Regions from separate parts of the Ovis aries genome. Here region 2 is linked to region 1. The links are chromatin contacts, called in public Hi-C maps. All regions are on one chromosome and are shown on one strand. Each heading gives the region's core, a stretch centred on a gene start, on an enhancer-like site or on the middle of the called end of the contact. The rest is flanking DNA. Distances are from core to core; before and after follow the strand shown. Region 1 overlaps SLX4IP (SLX4 interacting protein). Region 2 has its middle 3.3 kb from the start of TRNAV-UAC.

What was found. A called contact is a pair of places that touch in the nucleus more often than the background predicts.
Region 2: a contact with region 1 is called in a Hi-C map of tail adipose tissue, with 2.9 times the contacts expected there. The contact joins two enhancer-like sites. A contact is called at or near these places in 2 of 16 Hi-C or Micro-C datasets (skin fibroblasts and tail adipose tissue).

Annotation. Positions count from the first base shown.
Region 1 is chr13:3,586,162-3,590,776 of ARS-UI_Ramb_v3.0, forward strand. The region is part of intron 2 of SLX4IP (SLX4 interacting protein); the gene reads left to right. Among named protein-coding and RNA genes, the nearest start is that of SLX4IP, 43 kb to the left of the region's middle. Within about 2 kb of position 1,315, at least 31 of the 54 cell types and tissues checked have an H3K27ac peak or open chromatin away from gene starts, as enhancers often do. A contact at or near this core is called in tail adipose tissue, where this site is marked.
Region 2 is chr13:4,464,447-4,468,656 of ARS-UI_Ramb_v3.0, forward strand. No RefSeq gene overlaps it. Among named protein-coding and RNA genes, the nearest start is that of TRNAV-UAC, 3.3 kb to the right of the region's middle. Within about 2 kb of position 2,420, at least 4 of the 54 cell types and tissues checked have an H3K27ac peak or open chromatin away from gene starts, as enhancers often do. A contact at or near this core is called in tail adipose tissue, where this site is marked.

The DNA.
Region 1 (4,615 bases), core at 65-2,564:
CAGGGTAATGTTTTCTTAACACCATTTTTACCATGTTATTTCCTTGCCTAAGCGATCAGAAGTAATTCTGTTAAATGAGATCTAATCTAAACTTGCCAGCTGACTTCAAGGCACTCTGATAACTCTTTTCCCCTTCCTCTTTAACTCTGACCTATATTTTCATCTTGAAACTTGGGAACGTGTCCGCCTGTTTCTATGAAACTGATGAATTTGCATTTCCTGCAGAGATCTGGCCTGTGGTTTTCTCTCTTCCTGTGCCCTCTCACCTTTTCTTGCATAGTCTGTACGCATCAACTTTTCCCAGGCTTGACCAAAGGCTTGCTTTTATTTTCACACAAGATCTAAACTTTTCCTGCATTGATTACCCTCTCACGTTGTTCCTTTGACTGTGCGCAGGTACACACTGCCGTGTGTTATATACACACCCTCTCACAGCATATTGCTCTTAGCAACATTTCCCAAGATGAAGGACCTGTGCTGTGCTTCTTGTGTATCTGCCTTGAGTAATTTGGAACCTTTCTGAGGCGCCCAGTATCCCTCATTTTCCTTATTACAAAAATGAGAAATTTCTTTCCTCATGTCTTACGGAGAACAGGGAAGTCACTCAAGCTTAGAGTTATTTCATACTGGTCTTTTTTCAGTCCCAGACAGGAAATGTTATAATCTCCAATTTGTGGTTTATTTCTTTTCTTTCAAAAAAAATTCATCTCAACCTGTTTCTCCTTTTAGGAGTTCCACTTTGAAAATATTTTAAGTGATTCTTTTGAAAATAGCCTTTGTTAATAGCCAAAATGACGTTGTATAGAGTTTGCTTCTATGAGGCCTTTAGGAAAGTAAATTGTTTCAGTATAGTGATGTTAATTCTTTGGACATCATTTTGTTTTATTTTAATTAGGACCTTACTGTTAGACTGTGTAGACTATGGTACTTGAATTTTTTTCCAACATGCATACAAACACATGTATATTATTAACTTATGCTAGTGTAAAAAAAAAATCTTAGTAGAAAAGCAGATTCAGGATCTCTCACAGATACAAGAGCTCATTCTGTCCCTTGAATTCTCCCTGAGGGCTGTAGAGGGCATCATTGTTCCACGAGCAGCTCAGCAGACATGGCGATCCAAGAAACCACAGCAGCCCAAGTGCTTCTAAAATTGCTGGCCCGTTCCTACAGGATCGTGACATCCTAAATGCCGATGTTTGTTAGCCTGGGAGTTATGTGTTTACCCCCACCGATAGCCTGCTAGCCCGTGGATGTGTAGATCGCTGTCTCATAGACCTCCTGACCAGGAAACACAACCGTTAACCACAGCAGTAGGAAGCAGTCAATCCAAACTATCCCCAGAGGCCGCGGAGAAAGCCTTCTCAGTGACGCAAGACTGCCTCTGGCGTGCCGCCCTTCCAGGTTCTGGAAGCGGAGCGAGGGGCTGAGGGTGAGCGTCCCTTTGGTCCTTGGAAGGCTTTGGGACCCCAGCCCAACCCTGGTCCTGGCAGTAAAGACTGGAAGGATTCGGCTGGGGCAAAGTCCTTGGAGTCACAGTGTTATTATAGTACTGTAGTTCCTACTCACCTTTCCTTATTGTTATTGTGACTGTGAACTTTGGAGATGCGAAGTTGAAGAAGTGAGCTGAGGGGTGGGGACTCACAGAGGGTCGTTGCCTTCCAGAACCCCTGGGAATGGAGATGACACTTCCCTGAATGGCCCACGTGTGCAGCAGTCCAGTCATTAGCCAAATGATGTAAAGATACACAGTGTCCATCTATTTTTAGTGTCCTTTTCAGGGCTCCTCTGGTTGTGACCTCTTGGAATACCCATGATTAGGTAATATAGGAAACTAGGCCACTGGATACGTCCCTTTTTTGCATGTGAGCAGCATGTGACAATAACATTCTGATTTTCGGACTACGAGAAACACCAAAGAAAGAATGAGTTTGTAATAGTCACTCTACACAGCAATAGGCACATGCTGTGTTTTGCGAGTGTGATCTGAGGTAAGGCAGAGTGTTACGCCATTTGTTTCACAGAGATTTGGTGTCATAGAGGTTCTGGCAAGGCCTGTGCCGAATAGGACATCCTAGTTATCATGACCTGAAAAAGGCACTGTCTCTTATGGGTCAGTATTGAGATCGTGTCTTATAAATTTCTGTGATTCTTTGTATCCTTTTCATGTGACTCTAGGTTCTTTTACAGTACTTCTTGAAATTTAGATCCTCAGATTTTTGAGGAAGGTATCCTAGAAGATGAAATTAGCCTCAGACTTTTGATCAGGGTTCCTGATATCATGTCATGACCTCACTTGTGAAACGTGGATGACTGGCTGAATTGTGTTTACCCCTCTGAGCATCCATTTCTTCAGCTGTGTGATAGTGCTGTTATTCCTGTCTGTTTAACAGAGTTTCTTATGGGTGTCAAAGTAATAATTAAAGACAGTGCTGTCAGAGTGTTTGGGAAAAGAACACTTTAGGCGGTGATTATCTTACAGTGACATTCTGTACAGTGTTAGAGGGACTTGGCCTGGGTGTCTTACTTGTTCTTGCTCTCATAATTCTTTGGGGTGAGGACTAGTCTAATTCTTTTCATATGTGAGGTGTCAGTTAGCAGATCTTCCTTTATCCCTAGTGTGCAAGGCCCTGGGTTAGGCACTAGAGACACAGACAAGGGTGATGATGGCCTGCTCCACTCCTCAAGGTGGTTTGTCATGAGAAAATGTGTCCCAGTTTAAACAGCAGCAGGTTAGGTGACGCAGACTCCGCCCTGCAGAGCTGAGTTGTGAGCGAATGAGTGCGGTGATTTTGTTCCGGTCTCTCTCTTTATGGGATGTTGTGGCAAAACCACAGGTCACTCAGGTTTTGGGGTGTGTCTTTTTGTGTCAGTTTCCCTGGTGGTGGGTAGCCAGGGCCAGAAACCAGAGGGCTTAGATTTAAATCCTTGTTGTTGGTTCTTGACTATGGGCAAGTCAGTTAACCTTTTGTTTCAGTTAGCCACAGCTGTGTAACCAAGCAGCCCCGAACTTTTCATAATTCCATGCGTCAGAAAATCTAGGTAGGCAGTCTCTCTGCTTTACATGGCATTGACTAGGTCACTCATTTGGAATGCATTCAGATACCCACTAGGCTGGAAAGCTCAAGAGGACTTCACGCCCGTGTTAGTTCCTTCTCCCCAGTGCCTTTCTCTTCCCAAGGTGTCTCGTCATTCAGTTGTTTAGCGTGAACTCCCTTACAGCAAGGCGCTGGCCCTCCAGAGGCCATGACGCTGGCAGCTGCTCGGCTTCCTAAGGGCTGCGCTGGAGCTGGCAGACTCTTCCTTCTGCCATTCTCTAGCCATATGCATGCGTGCGCAGTCAGATCCAACTTTCTGCAACCGCATAGACTGTATAAATAGCACTGTTCATGGAATTTTCCAGGCAAGAATACTGAGGTGGGTTGTCTTGCCCTCCTCCAGAGGATCTTGCCAACCCAGGGCTCAAACCTGTATTTCTTGCATCTCCTGCATTGGCAGGCAGATTCTTTACCACTGGCACCACCATATTCTGTTGGTCAGCAAATCACTGGGTCTAGAGAGAAAAAATAGCCTCGTCCTCTTGGTGGGATGACAGCGTGCTTGTGCAAAGGGGGGAGGGTTGTTGGTGGCCATCTTTGGAGACCGTTTACCTTGTTTCTTCGTGTCTCTTGGATCTTATCTGTTCGGTGAGGTATTGAATTACTGAGTCTCCAAGGCCCTGTCTGGCCTTATATTCTTATAATTCCATAAATTCTTACTGGAGGAATATTTTGTGTATGATGCAGTGGAAAGAATTTGGGCTTTGGCTGCAGAAAGGCCTGGGTTTGAACCTGGGCCTCACCACTGACCTGCTCTTTGGAAAGTGATTTAAGTCTTTGTTCCCATCTGTTAAAAAGGGTTAATTAAATAGTGTTAATATAAACTCCCTTCTGGGTTAATTGTCCGTCTCAGCACAGAGTCATCACTTAGAAATAGTTAGCGTTGTTTCACCTTTCACTTCCTCCTTACCTGATAGGGGCCTTTTCAAAGCCAATGTTAGTTGAAGACTTTAATTGCCATTCATTTTGCTTAATTTTGATATAAAGATGATTAAGTATTTAATCTTGTTTTGCTAGTACAAGGGAATTTTTCTAGTTCAAATAAGACTGTTCAGTTTATCTGTGGCGGTTTTATATATTATTCCTAGAACACTGTTGCTCCTTAGAAAGCATATTTAAAAATAAGTCTTTTGAAAACTTCGGTCTGTGAACAGCTGACTTATTTGGCATTTCTAGTCTCTTTTGTCTAGAAGAAACATAAAGCCGTGTGCAGTGGCCGGCATTCAGTCTGGCTCTTTGGACTGTTGCGGTGCCTGGCCTATGGACCGGCACTGGTGTGTGAGGCTGGGACGTGCAATCCTGTCATCCTGCCTGGGTCCAAAATGAAGCTCAGAGACAAAGGACAAGAAGAGAAAAGACAGAGTCTGGTTTTCAAAATATGTTCCTTGGGCCCAGCATAAGCATTTCTAGTGCTGATTGCACTATTTTTATATCAGTGTTATTGTGAGGGTTAAATGAACTGATGTGTATTAAGTGTTTAGCAGAGGTAACCATATTAATAAAAGTTAGGCACTATT
Region 2 (4,210 bases), core at 1,170-3,669, 880 kb after region 1:
GGGAGAGACGCAGAGGCGGAGAGATGGATCAGAGTCAGCAGAAAACACCTCACCCCTGCAGGTAGCATCGAAGAGCTATTAACCAACAGCTCAGCCCATTGTTCGACGTGTCCTTGCTTTCCTGAGCCAGCTCTCTACAAACCCTCCCTGATCTGTCACCTGGGGAAGGGTAAAGAGAAGGGTGTTGCAGTACCCTTGCCCTCATGGGCAACAGGAGACGGGAGCTGGCGGACCTGGCCTGCGACCCCCCTGACAGGCGCATCCCTCACACGGCGGCCTAATGTGGCCTGGTATGCTTTGAAGGCCTCACATGGCGGTGGTCTTGACATGTCTTTCAGTGGACACTGATTTTTATCACCAATCCATAACAAACTGTTCTGCCGACAGAAGGAAAAGTGGGGGGTAGGGGAGAGGTGTAGGTAGCTGAGAGCCGTCTGCCTTTAGAAAACGTTTAGAAAGATCCATATAAGCAGCCTTCAGGGCCTCCTCTGGCTGCCGGGCTGCTGCATGGGCACTGCCCCATGTGGCCAACAGCGGACTGAAACCAGGAGTCCCACTTCTGAGCTTCTAGTTACTAAAGAAAGTTTGCACAGATGCAAAACAAACTGGTCATGCTCAACATTTATATCAGTGTGTTCACGTATAAGCCATTGTCAAAGCTCCTGGAGTGGAATACCTTAGATCTGTGCATCTCACCTCATGTAGATTCTATCTCAATACAAACACATACGTTAATTAAGTAGCCTCGCTGGGTTTGGAGGGCCAGGGACTAGGGGTTAGAGGAGACATGCTTTGCCTGCCATTGATAACTGTTAGAACTGAATGATGGTGAGTTCACAAGGGTCCTTTGACCATTCTTTCTTTAAAACAAAAAGGCAAGGAGGTGGTTAAGTCAGAAGACTGGTGGTTTACCTTTCCAGAGGAAGGAGGGGGCAAGCTCAGAGGTGGGACGGGGAGCTGGCGTGTCTGTTTCTTAACCTTGGGGGTGGTTCCACAGGGGTTCGCCACTAAGCCACCTGGGAAGCACCTTCAATCTTTTCAGCATTTATAAGTTAAATTTTGTTTGATTCTCTTTCTCTCCTCCGCACTGGGATGTGAGCTGCACAAAAGCAGGGGTTTGTGTCAGTCTTGCTCTCTGTCCCTAAAACAGTGCCTGGTGCTAGGAGGTGCTCATTAAATATTTGCTGAATTAATTGAATCACTAAAAGGGCAGAGGTGAGAGTAGGAATTGGTATTACAAAGTCAGTCTTTGGTATAATAAATTCATTGCTTACAAATGGTCTTGTAGCTAAAAAAAAATCTATTTTACCTTATTCCATAATGTTTTCTACTGTTTATTTTGTAAATTGCAAGTAGAATACATTTTGAATGTTATGAATTTTGGAGCCTGACCCAGGATCCTTGTTTGTACCATGGATTTAATCAGAACTCATGTTCTGAATTCCAAACACCAGCGTGCAAACTAGCCTTTGAAATATGACTTAATGTATTAGAGCTGTACCTTGAGTCACCCCCAGGTCAAGCTGTGTATTCCATGGACACTCCCCAGATTTCTTTCACTGCAATCAGCTAAAGGACACATTTTTCAGCTGATATCCTGCTCTTGTTATGAAGGGAATTGATTCTAATTGCCAGTTTCCTGCATTTTTCTTAAACATTTAGCCTTTGAAAAAAAAAGCGCGATGAAAATTCCACACGTTACTAGGATTACTTCATAAACAGAGCAGTCTTGACTTTGGAATTCCCCCCAGACTCTGAACTGAGCTTCCCCATCCAGAAAACCTGAATTCATTCTGAAATGGGAGGAAACTAGGGCAAAATGTTATCTGGAGCTATGACATTTGGCTTCCAGAGAACACACAAAATGGACACACATCAAATGTCAGGCAAGCTGATAACGGACAGGAAGTACCTCTGTCAACACAGTGAGCTTGACCTTTGCTGGCAGTAAAATCCTGGATGCAATGCTTCTGCTCTGAAACAGTCTCCCAGGGAGCAAGCAAAGCCTGGCCTGCAGGTAAGGATGCAGGCCCCTGGTACTTGAGGATTGCAGAACAGCCCACAGATCATCAGACTGAAGTTTGGCCAACAGGGAGGGCCCTGTGTTTTTATCTGTTGTTGGGAGATGAACAAGACAGAAAAATTGACCCTGGTTCCATGTCTTCCCTGGCTCCATTATCAGGAAAACAGGACAATATAATACAGAAATAAAATACAGGAACTTCCTCTTTGCCATCATTTTGAATCGGTCCTGGCACAAATTTGCACTGACATCAGCTCCCAACGGGTCCAATATGAAATTTATCTTCTTGAAAATGTGACCCTTGGCTGCCAGTAGACCAAAAATGTAGCCAGCAATGGGGCAAATAAAGATAAAGAAGTTTGTGCAGGACAAATGCTGCATTTCCTACACACAGCTTTATAACTCTCCTGTCCCAAGAATGAACAGAAAACAAATGGATAGAGTCAGCCATCAGGAACCTCTGCTGTGTTATTTGCCCACTGCTCAGGGTGATAAAGTAGATAATCTCCTAGGCAGGATTGGAAAAGGATGACTAATTGATATCACTATGAATAAACAGCATGTGATACTTACAAGGCAGGCAGGCTGGACTGTTCTAAAATATTCTGTGCAATTCACTAGACATTTGCCCTGAAGACCTCATTTTGTTTTCGCGCATAGTCCTCCTTGTTTTTAAGGTTCAGGAAATGACTGTGTGCGCCCACATTATGTGCGTATGTGTGTGTGTGTGAATGATTTAAGATTTTTTAAGTGTCAGACATGCTGTTTTGCTTAGCCATTCTTTGAAAACCCAAGTTCAATTTTAATTAAATCACATATGTTTTGAACTCAACATGTATGCCTATTTTCCTTTGACTATCTTTAGGTTATGGTTTAATAACTTTGGTCTTATTTTGCCCTGCTGCATATTTTGATTTTTCTCTATTAACGTCTTGCATTTATACAGCTGTTTTCAAAGCAGCTGTGAAATATTTTTAAAATTTCTACCCAAGGGGAAGAAGCAGGGAATATGTAATATTGCAAAAGAAGGAAAAAAAAAAAGATAAACATTCTTCTATGGGGTTCAGTCAATGTATTTCACATCTACCAGGAAATCAGCTAAGCTAAGTAAACATAGACATTTTATATGGCAAGAACAAAGTAATAGCCTTTTTACTTCAATAAATCACTGTCACAATTGTCCTAAAACAGTTTGTTTTTGAGGACTAGACTTTTTGGGAAATTCTCTTTCCCAAAATATCCCCTTTATCTGGTTCTTCCTGATATCAGAAATTCCACCGTTTAAGAGGCTGCAATAAAGCCACGTGGTACAAATATCTCTGCAAAAGGAGGGGCCCCCGAAATATTTACACTTCAGGGTGAGGTGTTTCATCAAATGTGATAACTAACTGGGGTGTGTTTTTCTCCTGAAGCCACTGATTTCTAAGAGGGAAGGGTGTCAAGATAGTGGTGGGAAGTTCTGACAGCGTGCGTTGGAAGGTGTTAAAGACGAGAGTCAACAATCCTCTTAACACGCTGAGGGGTTTGTTTTAGTCTGTGAACCTGTGCAGTTAAACATCTGCACGAGAGTCTCAGAAGGAACGTTTGGGCATACAAGAGCGGTGCAATGTGGCAGCTTTTCCCAACTCTCCTAGCTTCCTCTTCATCCCAGCATCTCTGAAGTCAAACTCTGTTTACTCGAAAGCTGTTCCTGATGAAATTGTCCTGGGCATATAAGCAAGGCAGAGACAGAAGAAAGTTCGAGAATTGCCATTCAAGCTTATCCATTTGCCGGTCGTTAAAATAATCTGAGCTCCAAAAGAACATTGCTTCCCCAGAGTTGGCAAAATGTTCCCCAGCTCTGCACCTCTGAAAGGAAAGAAAGGGTTATGTAGGAGTCATTTCTAGGGGGGACCTCTGTCTCTTCCATGTGTTACTGACCAGGGTTCTTGGCCTCCCTGTACTGTGCTGTGCTTAGTTGCTCAGTCATTTCTGACTCTTCATGACCCTGTGGACTGTGGCCTGCTAGATTCCTCTGTCCATGGGGATTCTCCAGGCAAGAATACTAGAATGGGTTACTATGCCCTCCTGCAGGGGATCTTCCCAACTCAGGGATCGACCCGGGTTCTCCTGCATGCCAGGTGGATTCTTTACCAGCTGAACTACCAGGGAAGCCCTCTTGGCTTCCTTAATCAATAGAAATTGATA